Linked DNA regions of Sus scrofa: region 2 is linked to region 1. The links are chromatin contacts, called in public Hi-C maps. All regions are on one chromosome and are shown on one strand. The core of a region is the stretch at or near the end of the contact, and the rest is flanking DNA. Distances in the headings are between cores, read along the strand shown. Region 1 holds the start of ZBED3 (zinc finger BED domain-containing protein 3). Region 2 holds the start of PDE8B (high affinity cAMP-specific and IBMX-insensitive 3',5'-cyclic phosphodiesterase 8B).

Evidence for each region. Hi-C and Micro-C count contacts between places; a contact is called where the count stands out from the background.
Region 2: a contact with region 1 is called in a Hi-C map of fetal liver, with 1.7 times the contacts expected there. The contact joins the promoter of PDE8B here to the promoter of ZBED3 in region 1. A contact is called at or near these places in 2 of 5 promoter capture datasets (fetal liver and liver) and 6 of 47 Hi-C or Micro-C datasets (fetal liver, liver and skeletal muscle).

What each region holds. Positions count from the first base shown.
Region 1 is chr2:85,954,287-85,961,247 of Sscrofa11.1, forward strand. ZBED3 (zinc finger BED domain-containing protein 3) reads right to left here and starts at 4,166. Exons shown (of 2, transcript XM_021084473.1): 1 at 3,027-4,166. The coding sequence starts at 3,031.
Region 2 is chr2:86,003,092-86,009,648 of Sscrofa11.1, forward strand. PDE8B (high affinity cAMP-specific and IBMX-insensitive 3',5'-cyclic phosphodiesterase 8B) reads left to right here and starts at 4,099. Exons shown (of 24, transcript XM_021084468.1): 1 at 4,099-4,820; 2 at 5,368-5,582; 3 at 5,693-5,854. The coding sequence starts at 5,810.

The DNA.
Region 1 (6,961 bases), core at 2,916-5,415:
CTCAGGTAGAAGATGATAGGGAGGCCCACTAGGTAGCTGGAGTCTTGGGATATGCATTTCTTCCCTACCCAGCACTCCCCGCAAAACCAAACATTGATTAACTTCTATGGTTAGCTAAAAAGAAGAAAATGAAAAATAAGAGCTCCCTTAAATTTTTTGTTAAACGAGTTTTAAACTAGCAGAAAGGGCCCAATGCACGTGATTATTTTGCTTACGTCCATGCGCCCCCTCCACTTTTTCATTCAAGTGCTCCTTGTATACCTACTCAGGGCCATGTCCCTGCTTGCCGCCCAGGATGCCAAGAGGATGGTGAGGGGAGCTGCTTCAAGCAATAATTCTGACACCCAAGGTAAAGGTCAGAGCAGGGTTTACTCAAGAGGAAGGGGAGGGGTGGGCTTAAGACACACCTGCTTAAGCATCCTTTCCCTCCCCCACTTTGCTCAGGGTACAGAATTCACTAAACCACGTCCCCAGTAGTGCTGACTCTGATAAAGAAGGTTCCAGTTCTCTGGTTGTAAAACTAGGCTTCCAAGCTCATATTTTAAATAACATTTCTTGAGGCTAAATAAGAGTACTGCTAGCATGAAATTAATTTAACAGTGGAACTTTCTGGAGTCCAATTGTAGGGGGAAAAGCTGGGGGAAAAAGAGTAGAGTTATTTCATGGAAGGGGAGAGAGGGCTATTGATGGTCCGAGGCCTCTGAATTCTCCTAGGGTGAGTTTTGCTCTAATAGCCGTTATCTGGAAGGTATGATAGGAAGTCTAAGCTGGTGGAAGATAAGACATTCCCATTAATTCCCTCCGCATTTGAAGTTCTCTGAAGAAGTTTTATTCTTCTAATAACATTAAGGCCCAGATTGCTCGGTATGGTCTCCCTGAATACCAATATAGAGAATAAAGGAAGAGATCAGAACCTGGATGGATAATCCGTGTAAAGTTGGGTGTATACACTCAATGGAAACCATCTACAAAAGTTAATTTTATTATTTTACACTTAGCCTGGTACACACACTAAACATCAGGCAGGCCAAAGGCCAAAGAACGAGGCAGTGTAATTAAGAGAAAATAACAGATGAACTAAAACTCTATTTGGCCTTCCACAGCCAAGGCTACTCACTTTATTTTGGATTAATCCAGCAGAGTCATAAACATAAATACAGGTAGGTAGAGCCTGGCTGGATCTTAGGTGAGAAATGCATTCTAAAGCGAAATCCACGCAGACTTGTGTGAAAAGCTCTAAAAATATTTTTATCCACTAGTAACTTTAATCAAAACAATATAATAATTAAAACAAATAATTAGCTTTGACAACTGAGGTCTTAAGGAAACCACAGTTCATCCGTTATGTGTCTATCTCTATTGAAATACTAATTTACTGCTTTGTATTAATCTATTTATAGACAGATCCAGACAATTAGAAAAATTAGCCTGGAATCACCAGGCTAACCAGGCTGAAGCCTTAGATGAAGTACAAATGCTCCCAAACTGTAAAGTATGGATACCTCAGTTAGGGGATAAAGCGTTTAGTGTGAACAAGTGTGGGAAAATGTTACATACGGATATAAAAAATGTACTGGACCCATAGCTAATTATCTGGTAGTCAGAGATGTTCCGTAAATGTCATAGGCCAAATTTTTAGATATATCTACCATTAACTAAAAGGCTGAAAAATACTTTCTGTTAATGCATTTTTTAAAATGAAAATTGTGAAGCAAGCATTCTGCCCTACATTGGACCTTTATTTCAGGCCTACATTACTTTATTTAGTATAGATGTTCCTAAAATGGAGGGTGTTGATCCATTTTAATCTTATAAAATGCATAGAATTCATATTAATGAATCAGATTTAAAGCTGCCCTACTTTGAAGGCCTTTGTAACACAAAGATTTTTTAATTAAGGATTACCTGGTTTGGGGAGTTCCCCTTGTGGCTCAGTGGAAATGAATCTGACTAGCACCCATGAGGACGCATGTTCAATTCCTGGCCTTGGTCAGTGGGTTGAGGCTCTGGCGTTGCCGGTGAAATGTGGCGTAGTTCGCAGATGCAGCTTGGATTTGGCATTGCTATTGCTGTGGCTGCGGTGTAGGCCAGTACCTACAGCTCCGGTTGGACCCCTAGCCTGGGAACCTCCATATGCTGGGGGTGCGGCCCTAAAAAGACAAAAAAAAAAAAAAAAAAAAGGAATTACCTGGTTTTGGCTCTTGGCTTTGTCATGTATTCCTGTATATGTTTTATTGTTAGTTGCCTCAAGTTATTTTTGACCCAAAAGAATATATAATTACATTAATGAAAAGTGTAGAAAATGATTAATTATGTCAATTTATTAAGCTATTTCTACAACAGTTTCTCTTGAACACTCACTCTATCTTTGTAGTTTGATTAGAGGTTCCCCATAGAACCTCCTTTCTTTCAAGGAGGGGAAAATAACTTTGGTAAACTTGGGACCTTTGGTTAGTGTAAGAGATGATAGCAAACTGCTCCAGTGTGTTCCAAAAGGATCAGACAGTCCTTTGTTTGAGCACTGTGGGTTGAGGGTGGAGTAGGGGTCTTTGTTTGAGCATTTGGCTTGCATTTGGTTTCTCCCTAAAGTGGGAAACATTAAGAACGTATCAATTAGAGAAAGGGCACCCAACCACTGGCCCAGTTAAAAGGACTAGCTGCAATGAGGCAACTTTAATAAAGGGCGAGCACACGCTTTTCGATATTCCTGAATAACTTTTTTGCGGGGAGACTGTGGAGAAGGAGAAAAAAACGAGATGCAGAAAGAACCTGAACGGGGCCTGAAACCTGGGTCCAAGTGCATCTTCTACAAGAACCACCATCTGGCCACCGCGGAGGGCACCCCGGCACCCGGTGCACGAGCAAGCCCGTGCTTCTGCGGCCCCCGAGCCCAGGCTTACTTTGCTGCCCCCAGACCCGGAGAAGCCTCCCGCCCCCATCCCGCCGCGACCCCGACCTGGCCTCCGGGAGCCCCCAGCCTCCCCGTGGGCACGTGCCGCCTCGAGTCTCTCGCAGCCCACACTCACCCCATCACCCCCGAAGCGGGAGGTGGGCTGGGAGTCTGGGATCGCCGATCCCCTCCAGGATCCTCGCAGACATTTTGTCCTGTGCGGAAACCTCCGCCGTGTCCCCCTTAAAGACACAGCGCTCCATTCCTGCTTCTGGGGTGGGAAGGAGGGCCGGTAACATGTGACCTGCCCTTGAAAGGGCTGGCACTCACTCCCAAACGATCCAGGTCCACAAGCCACAGCCTTGTGTTTGCCAAGGTTTAAAAATGACGCAGTAGCTTAGTGATTTTTTTTTAATGGAATTACTGTTTTATATCTTTCTGTTAACCTTGCAAGACCCAGATTCCCAGGCTTGAGTCTCTGAGTGTAGTTTGCATCCTTTCAGGTTCAAGGTGTGTGATGGCACAAGTTAGGAGAAATCTCCTGAACCAAGGTCTGGAGAGATAAAGGTAGGGTTCATTGGTGTTCACTAAAACTTAGCAACACTGGCATGGTGTATCAGCCAGCTTTTGAAGGGTTATGCTGAGGTAACAAACAACCCGCACAACTCAGTGATTTCTAAAAGCAAAGGTTCATTTCTCAAGCAAATTACATCTTACAGCTGCAGGCAGCTTTGGCTCCACTCACCCGCTGTCCTGGATTTCAAGCTGCAGCTTGCAAGATCAACTTTTTAGGGACACTCCCTCGTCGTATGCTGCAAGCATTTTTGAGGGAAGAGGAGTCCTGTTTTGTAGTGTTTGCCGTTTCTATGATGTACATACTCTCACCCTGGAGAATTTCAAGCTACTTAGAGTTTAACAAGTGGCTTGCCAAGTTTCCGGAAATGTAACAATCAGCTCTTATAAACCACTGGCATATGCTTCTCTTAAAACTGAAACCAGCCCTCATTCTGCATGCCTCAATTCTGCTCAGGTTCTGTTGACCAGAGCAAGTCCCATGACAGAGCGGTCTTCGAGGCCAGAAAGTCTATTCCTCTTAGAAGGAAGCCTCGCCAGTCAAATGACAACAGGCAGAGCCTGTGTAATCCCTTTTTAAAAAGGAAAGTATGAAGAGTAACTATTATTGGTTATTACTTTTCTTCTCTCCCAAAAGATGTCCATACTTACAGCTGTGGACATCTGATGAAAAGAAAATTACCTAGTGTAAATGAATCAGATTAAAGCTACCTCTTATTCTTGGTTTAATTCATAAACAGAGTTTTAAAGTTTATTGAACCTGACAGTTCTTTTAGCAAGAGTCTTTAATCACTTTGAGTACCTTAATCCATTTGACCTTAAACTGACCATGTAATGAGACATATATTGTTTTCATTAGTTCTAGTTAGTGCTGCTTGTGGGCAAAGCACTATCCTTAACATGAGTAAGAGTCTTAATTCGAGGCCATGCCTGCCCTCAAGAAAATTGCACTCCAGTGAGACAGTAAGACCAATGCACCTCCAGGAAGAAAGTGAAAAATGTTATAAGAGGAAACCTTCAAGTGCTAAACTAAACTGAAAACAGCCACATCTTCTTAAAAGTAGCAGCATTTAACCTAAAAAGGGTATTGGACGCCTGGAATTATGTTCATTATGCTCACAAGATGTGTTTTGGATTTATTTTTCAAGTCCAGAGAAAAAGATGCTGTCTCTTCTCTGTTTAATTCAATGCTTGAACTTTTTTTTATAATCTGAAATCTCTTTCTTGTAGTTTTAAATTAAAATTTAAATCAAATTAGAAAATATCCTAAAATATCTTATAACTCTTCTTCTTCGGCCCACATTTGTTGTTCAAATTTCAGCAAGAAAAACACACTTCAGTCCTTGTTTTGGTAGTAGCAGTTCCCTTGTAATCATGAATTTAACAATAAATAAATAAGAGGATCTCATTTCTGTCCCCAGCCCTGGAAGTTGACAAAGTATAAGGACCTGTATTTAGCTGATAATGCAGGATGTTTTCTCTTCAGATTCTTGCCAGAAGAATCTAGCCTTGAAATCTGCTGTCTACTCCTTGGCAAAAACCCAGTTTGAGAAAATTATTTGGGGATTGCCTTAAAGACATGAAATTATAGAGCAGTGTACTTGAATCACTCTCTTTTGGTACGTCCTTCCTGTATGTGCTTTGAGGCTGTAGTTTTCTTTTTCTGGGTTGTTTTTGTCTGGTTGGCCCTCAGAGTAATATAGCCTTGTAAAATGAGTTGGGAGTATTCCTTCCTCTTCTCTTTTTTGGGAGAGTTTGTGAATAACTGGTATTAATTCTCCTTTAAAGGCTTGGTGGAATTCAACAAGGAAGGAATTTGGCCTGAGATTTTTTTTTTTTTATGGATAGTTTTTCACATTACTTTGTGAAAAACATTAGTTTTTCACTAATGCAAACTCTTCATTGGTTATAGTTTTGTTTTGTTTTTTAATGGGTAGTTTTTCAGATTACTAATGCAGTGTCTTCATTGGTTATAGATCTATTCAGATTGCCCTGTTCCTGCTTGAAACAGTTTGGCAGATTGTATCTTTTTAGGAATTTGTCTGTTTTATCCAAGTCATCCAATGTGTTGATGTACAGTTTTGCATAGTGCTCCACTTAAAAAAATTTTTTTTTTTTAGTATTCGTTTTTTTTATTTCTGTAAGCTTGGTAGTAATGTCTCTTCTTTCCCTTCTTGTTCTTCTTAGTGCTTTTAATGTGCTTTCCCTTGGGGTTATGCCGTCTGCCTTCAGTGAGGGACTCTAGGGCATAGCTGCATAAAATTCATTCTCAGGTCCAGTGTCATAGTGCCATTGACTACAGTTGTCCACTATATCCCAGTGTTTTTTCTGTAGGACCCAGAGAGAAGACCTTCCTTTGATCTCTCATGTCATGAAAAGCTCTGCATCCTATTAACAAATGGAACTTTCGAATCCTGTGGGCACTGTTTCATGCAATGCACTGTTTCCTGGTTTTAGCTGCCAGGAAGGCTGAATCAAATACAGGATGCCTACTCCGTTAGTTTCCTAGGACTGCTGTGACAGGGTACCACTAAGTAAGTGGTTTCAAACAACCAAAGTTTATTCTCTCACAGAGAGAGGTTACAAGTCTGAAATCAAAGTGCCAGCAGGGCTGTCTCCCTCTGAAACCCATAGGGAAGAATCCTTCCTTGCCTTTTCCTACCTCTGGTGGTGGCCAGTAATCCTTGGTTTATAGTCATACTTGCTCCAATGTCTGCCTTTGTTGTCCTGCGACATTCTCCATGTGTGTGTCTGTCTGATTTTCCCTCTTAGATGGACATCAGGATGGAGCTCATCGTAACTCAATTACTTCTGCAAAAACCCTCCTTCCAAGTAAGGGCACATTCAGAGGTGGCCTGGGTTAGGACTTCAACATATCTTTTCTGGGGGGCGGGGAGGCACAGTTTAACTCGTAGCACATACCAACCTGTTCCACATAGTCAGCTTTTCCTACTTATATTTTATTTCCTACTTATATTTTTCTTTTGTCCTGATTCCCTGTATTACTTCGTTTTTTCCTTAACTATATGCACCTTTGGCAGTGTCTGAAGGAAAGAAGGCAGGAAGGGGGGAAGGAGGGAGGGAAAAGGACAAGAGAGAAAGTGGGGGGAATAAAAGTCGCCCCCCCCACCCCCGCCAATCAAACAGAGTTGCAGGAATGGGGAGTGTGGGGGTGAAAAGCTGTCTGAGAACGTGTTTTAGCTGTAGGGGCTTTCTCAGAATTATTCTTTGAGTGGGGCTGAGAGCAGTGGGTAGCAGCTGCTTGCAGCTTAGCTGACCTAGAGAAAAGCTGGAAGGTAATTTGAGGAGCTGAGGATTAGGAAAAGAAGGGTATGATCTAACTACTTTTTGATGCTACATTAATAGATACAATATGGATCCAGGTTTCGTGGGGCTCGAAAGCATATACAGTGTTGAGGACCCGGGTATTCTGGCTCTCAGGGCAATAGACCCATAAATCATTGATTTAATGTATACAATTTAACCTGGATGACAGCG
Region 2 (6,557 bases), core at 2,849-5,348, 49 kb after region 1:
TCAGAGCAGAGACGTGTGAGTAGACTGAATATCAGTCTACAAAACTCTAGGGGATGTCACAGTGTTGACACCAAATCTTTCTTCCCTGTGTCCACAGAGGGAGATGGGAGAGAAAGTGAGCTTCAGCTGCAGAAGGGATGTAGGCTACTCAGGTGTCCCCAACACGAAGATCAGAACCCAGCCTGTAGTCACCAGGCTTCATGCTCACATGGGCAGAAGTCATTCTGGAGGTTTTAATTTTGCCGAGCTCTGCACTCAGTGGCAGGCCAGGTTCACCCAGACCTGATCATCTGTCCAGGTTGAGTGCATAGAGTATTATTTGGGAAACCAGTGAGTTCCATCCAAATAGAAAATGCTTCAGCGCTACTAAGAGGGGAAAAAGTAAAGCCAGTGGGAAATCCAGATGCGGGAAGTCCCAGGGTTCCATCCATCCACTGGTTGACAAGGCTGCTCCGGGCTGCAAGGAGCCGGGCACTGGCGTTTGTGTGTATGCACGGTGGGAGGGCATGCCAGCCTCTCCGCACCCTGGGCCAGGTGGCCCACCACTCAGGGGGTGGAGGCCATTCTTTCCATTAGTGTGTTTTCAGAGACAGACCAGAGATGGTTCAGAAGAGAGTATCTGGGACAGAAAGTAGAAACTGGGCCCAATGAGGAGCAGTTGAAGGAGGCCTGGAGAAGATAAGCTGGGGCGTGGGCGGAGGACAAGGAGCCATTTTCAGATATTTGAAATGCTGCCAGGTGTGAGAGAGAGATTAGGATTGTGCCATGCCGCTCCAGAGGGCCAACACAGAGCCAGGGGGGCACAGGAGGCAGGGACAGAGTGTCAGCTGAAAATAAGGAGCATTTTCTTCAGTTGCCTTTTTTTTCCACTTTTTTTAAATAGTTGATTTACAATGTTCTGTCAATTTCTGCTGTACAGCAAAGTGGCCCAGTCATATATATATATATATATATTCTTTTTGAATATATATATATATTCTGTACAGCAAAGTGGCCCATAATATATATATATATTCTTTTTCTCACATCATCCTCCATCGTGTTCCATCACAGGTGATTGGGTATAGTTTCCTGTGCTATACAGCAGGATCTCATTGCTTATCCACTTCAAATGCAGTAGTCCATCCCATTCTCCCCCTCCCTCTTGGCAACCAAAAGTCTGTTCTCCATGTCTATGAGTTTGTTTCTTTTCTGTAGATAGGTTCACTTGTGCCATATAACAGATTCCAGATACAAGTGATATCATATGGTATTTGTCTTTCTCTTTCTGACTTACTTCATGTAGTATGAGAGTCTCTAGTTCCATCCATGTTGCTGCAGGTGGCATTATTTTGTTCTTTGTAATGGCTGAGTAGTATTCCATTGTGTATATATACCGCATCTTCTTTTTTTTTTTTTTTTTTTTTTTTTTGTCTTTTTGCTATTTCTTGGGCTGCTCCCGTGGCACATGGAGGCTCCCAGGCTAGGGGTATAACCGGAGCTGTAGCCACCAGCCTACGCCAGAGCCACAACAACGCCGGATCTGAGCCGCGTCTGCAACCTACACCACAGCTCACGGCAATGCCAGATCGTTAACCCACTGAGCAAGGGCAGGGACCGAACCCGCAACTTCATGGTTCCTAGTCGGATTCGTCAACCACTGCGCCACGACGGGAACTCCTACCACATCTTCTTAATCCATTCATCTGTCAGTGAACATTTAGGTTGTCTCCATGTGTTGGCCATTGTGAATAGTGCTGCAGTGAACACAGGGGTGCATGTATCTTTTTCAATGAAAGTTTTGTCTGGATATATGCCCGGGAGTGGGATTGCTGGTTCATATTGTAGCTCCATATTTAGTTTTCTGAGGTGCCTCCGTACTGTTTTCCGTAGTAGTTGTACCAGTTTACATTCCCACCAACAGTGTGGAAGGGTTCCCTTTTCTCCACACCCTCTCCAGCATTTGTTATTTGTAGACTTACTAATGATGGCCATTCTGACCAGTGTGAAGTGGTACCTCATCGTAGTTGTGAGTTGCATTTCTCTAATAATTAGTGATGTTAAGCATTTTTTCACATGCCTGTTGGCCATCTGTATGTGTTCTTTGGAGAAATGTCTGTTTAGGTCTTCTGCCCATTTTAAATTTTTTTTTTTTTTGCTGTTGAATTGTATGAGTTGTTTGTGTATTTTGAAGATTAAACCCTTGTGATGCAACTGACAGGGGAGCATTTTATAATTGGAAATACTCAAAGCAGATTGAGATGCCTAGTGATACAGAAAGTATTTGTGCAAAGACTGAATGAGTATCTCACAAGAACAACATTAACGGGAGAATTTCTGGACTTTTTTTTTTTTTTTTTTTAAGTATCTCTAAAAAGAAACTTCCTGGAGAGCAAGATGACCTAGCAGTAAGCATTTTTCTCCTGGTGCTCACGAAAGGTGGGCTTCACAGTCTGAACCACTAGAGGGAGTCAGGACAGCAGCATTGTAGAGACGACCTCCAGGCTCTTCCTTCAAATAGCAACTGATACCACCCAGTCAGGCTCTTGTCTCCTTAATTCTGCTGCTTTAGATGTCTCCTTCATGAAGCTTTCTAGAATGCTTACATCTGATTAAATTCATCAGTGTCTGAGGGGGTCTCTGTATGTACATTGAGAGGCATGATCATTACTATTTGTACTTTAATGCTGGGTTTGTTAATTGTATAAATAGTGTTCCTCTAAAAATCCAATCACTTTAGACTTATTTAAAAAATTAAAATTTGGAGTTCCTGTTTTGGCTTAGTGGTAGTGAACCTGCCTTGTATCTATAAGGATGCAGGTTCAGTCCCTGTCCCTGCTCAGTGGGTTAAGGATCCTGCGTTGCAGTGAGCTGTGGTGTAGGTTGCAGACACAGCTTGGATCCTGTGCTGCTGTGGCTGTGGCATAGGCTGGCATCTGCAGCTCCAATTCAGCCCCTAGCCTGGGAACTTCCATATGTTGTGAGTGCAGACCTAAAAAAAAAAATATTAAAACATATGAATTTAACAAATATAACATTTTCCAGACATTTAAACATTAACTTACAAACTAATGAATTCTTCTAAAATCATGAGTATCCTATATCTGAATCTTTTACATGCTAACAGGTGCCTTTAAAAGCAGAAACATAGATATGAATCCTCATAGGGATTATAGCACTATTTAAACTTGAACAGTTACAAATTATTTATATATTTAAATCTGTTTCTTCTTTATCACTATGCTTTCTCTTGTGAGTAGTCTTCTTCTGAGGACAGAGTGTCTTTAAAAATACATATTTCCTTATCTCCTGATGATATAATAATTTTGTGAAACTCAAAAGCAAAAAACAGCATCTCTGAGTAGCTCAGGTTGGAAGTATTGCGTTTTGAAATTTCTTACAAACATATAAAACCTTTCCATGTATTTAAAGTTTTGGTGGATCTCAGAAAAGAAAATCATGGACATGGAGAACAGATTGTGGTTGCCAAGGGGGAGGGGGAGGGTGTGGGATGGACTGGGAATTTGGGGCTAATAGATGCAAACTATTGCCTTTAGAATGGATAAGCAGTGACATCCTGCTGTATAACACTGGGAACTATGTCTAGTCACTTATGATGGAGCATGATAATGTGGGAAAAAAAGAATGTGTACATGTATGTGTAACTGGGTCACCTTACTGTACAGTAGAAAATTGACAGAACACTGTAAACCAGCTATAATGGAAAAATAAAAATCATTATAAATAAAAAAATTAAGTTTTAGTGGATCTAATCAATTAAACCTATATAAACACAAGATAATATTTTGTTGCCTGAAAATGGAGTGCTGAGGTAACAAATACCTAAAACAGTGGGGTTGATTTTGGAACTGCTAGAGACCAGAAGAATTTTGAGAAGCCTGATAGAGAATGCCGAAGTTGCCTCTAACAGACTGTTAGTAAACATTCAAACTTGGAAGGTGCTGCCAGTGAGGGCTCGAAAGGAAGTGAGAAATGTGGTACTGGAAACTGGAGGAAGAGGGGTCTTTGTTGGGTAGTAACAGAAAGCTTAGCAAAATTATCTCCTGCAGTAATGCATGAAGCAGAACAAGAAAGTGATGAACTTGTTTATCTAGCTAAGATTTCCAAGCCAAGTGTTGAAGGCACCCCCAGTTTCTTGCCACATAGAGTAAAATGCAAGAGGAGAATTGATACATCGAGGAAAGAACAGTTAAAAAGGAACCAGGACTTGATGATTTTGAAAATTCTCACAGTCTCTCCAATGGGCAAAAAGTGTTAAAAGTAAGAAATGACTTTCAAGCATGTGGCATAGAGATAAGCCCTGGCCTAGGGGGGGAAAAAAAAAAGCCGAGTGGTAATTCTCCAAGGTTGTGTTAAAACCTCAGGAAAATCAGAGGATCAGAAAGGTATTCAGACACACAACTGTTGGGCCCTCTCTAGAGATTAAAAGTATGCCTCCTACAACATCGCAAACAATAAGGCTTTTTGGAAGTCTGACTTGCCCTTTAACCATCTCAATGTCTTTACCCTAGGTAAAGGTGCACCTGTCTCAAAAAGAATGGTGGATGTGGCTTCCGTGTAAGGGAAATTGACAGGAGACCCACAAAGTATTTAAGAAATTTATTTCAGCAAAAGCACTGCCACCTTAAACTGAAAGAAGCAGAATGAGGACAAATGAAGGGAGGCTAGAGCTCCAAAATTCTACTGTCAAGAAGCAGGATGATGAAGTACTCAGCTGCAAGTGTGCTACCTTTCATGAAAAAGATGGCATGACTCAGAGGGCCAAATCGAGAGCTATTGTGGATGATTCCCAGGCCTTGGACTCTAATCAAGGAACTCTGGTAAGAGTTTGCAAGGATTTCAGAAATTCTTTGGATTGAGAACTCCTTTTTACCTTCCATGTACCCTCTTCCCTTTTAAATAGAATGTCTATAAGTATTTTATTATACCTGTTCCTCTATTGTGTATTGAACGGTTAGGAGTCAGACAGCTTGTCTAGTTTTGTAGACTAAGAGTAACTGTACGCAAGGAGCCTCATCCATACCTGGACCTGATTTAGATGATGAGATTCTAGGCTTTGAGCAGAGACTATCATGGTATGAGATTCTTGGGGAAGTTGGGAGGGAGTAAACATCTTTTTCATGTGGGAAAGGCACAGATCATTGGGGACCAGAGGGTACACTGGGATGGACAGACTCTAGGGTAGCCCTTACATTCCCCACCTCCTGGTTTCCACACTTGTGTGATCTCCTTGTGAGTGTGAATGGCACCTGTGCAATGCTTCTAACTAGTAGAATTTGGCAAAGGCAATTGGATATGTGGGTTATGTGTACATGCTTATCTTACATAAGATTGCAATTCGTCTAAGATTGCAGTTTATCTTGCTAGGAGACCCCCTCTCCACTGCTGGCTTTGAAAGAGCACGTTGCTTTGTCATGAGCTACCTATCATACACAGCAAGGAGCCGAAGGCAGCCTCCAGCTGGTAGTCAGCAAGAAAATAAGGTCAAGTCTGACAACCTCTGAGAAACTGAATGCTCCAATAAGCGGTGTGAACTTGGAAGCAGATCTGACCCCCGTCAAACCTTTGAAGTCCATAGACAGGTAAGCAGGAAGAAAGATCATGAGCAGACTAGATCGCATGAACATGAGCCAGGACCCCCCCAAAGACAGACTGAAACTCATATTTGTTCTTGTTGTCTTTGAACTTGCAGACAGGGATGTCCTACAGTAGCTGGAGTCCTTCATCGTGGAGCTAAACCCACACGCTTCACACAGGAATCGGAAAAACTGAAAGCACATCCAAGGAAGTAGACCATTTCCAAGCCCAGATGCTGCTTCTCACCAAGGAGATGAGTCAACAGATCAGCACCAAGGTGGGTCAGCTCCAAATGTCTTATACAGGTACCAAAATAGAACAGCATAGAGACTTATAGAGTCTTAAATATTTCCAAACTCTTAACAAAGTGGGAGCAATTCTCCTATCCATTTCACCTTAAAATCACAGGCCTAATTTGCTCTTTCAAAAGTTCATCGTGGCAGTTAATATCCCTGGGTTGGAGGCAGTGCTAAACCAGTGACAACAGGATTTCATTGATAAATGGCCCAGCCTTCCCATTCTACAGGACATGGAATGTGGGACTATTCTAAGGTGCCTTCTACATGGTTCCTCAGAGCCCCCTACAGGATTGAACCCAATTGAACCACAGCTGTAACCTACTCGTTTGTGGATTTTTCTCTCTTTCCCTCGCTTCTGTTTCCTAAGGTAACTTACCCCCCGCCCCACTTATCTGCATCCAAATCCTACCTCAGGGTCTATTTCCAGAGAAACCTAACAGGCATTATATTTGGTCCCTTGACAAACTGGGAACATGGAACAGCCATCAGGAGAGTGAGGGAGCTGGCAATGACATCATGTAAAAACAATGAAAATAGCCGAGGAAACTAGAAGAGAAAACTTACAGAAATAATTATAGTCATTTAAAAATACCTGGAGGAGTTCCCGTCGTGATGTAGCGGAAACGAATCCCATAGAAACCATGAGGTTGCAGGTTTGATCCCTGGCCTTGTTCAGTGGGT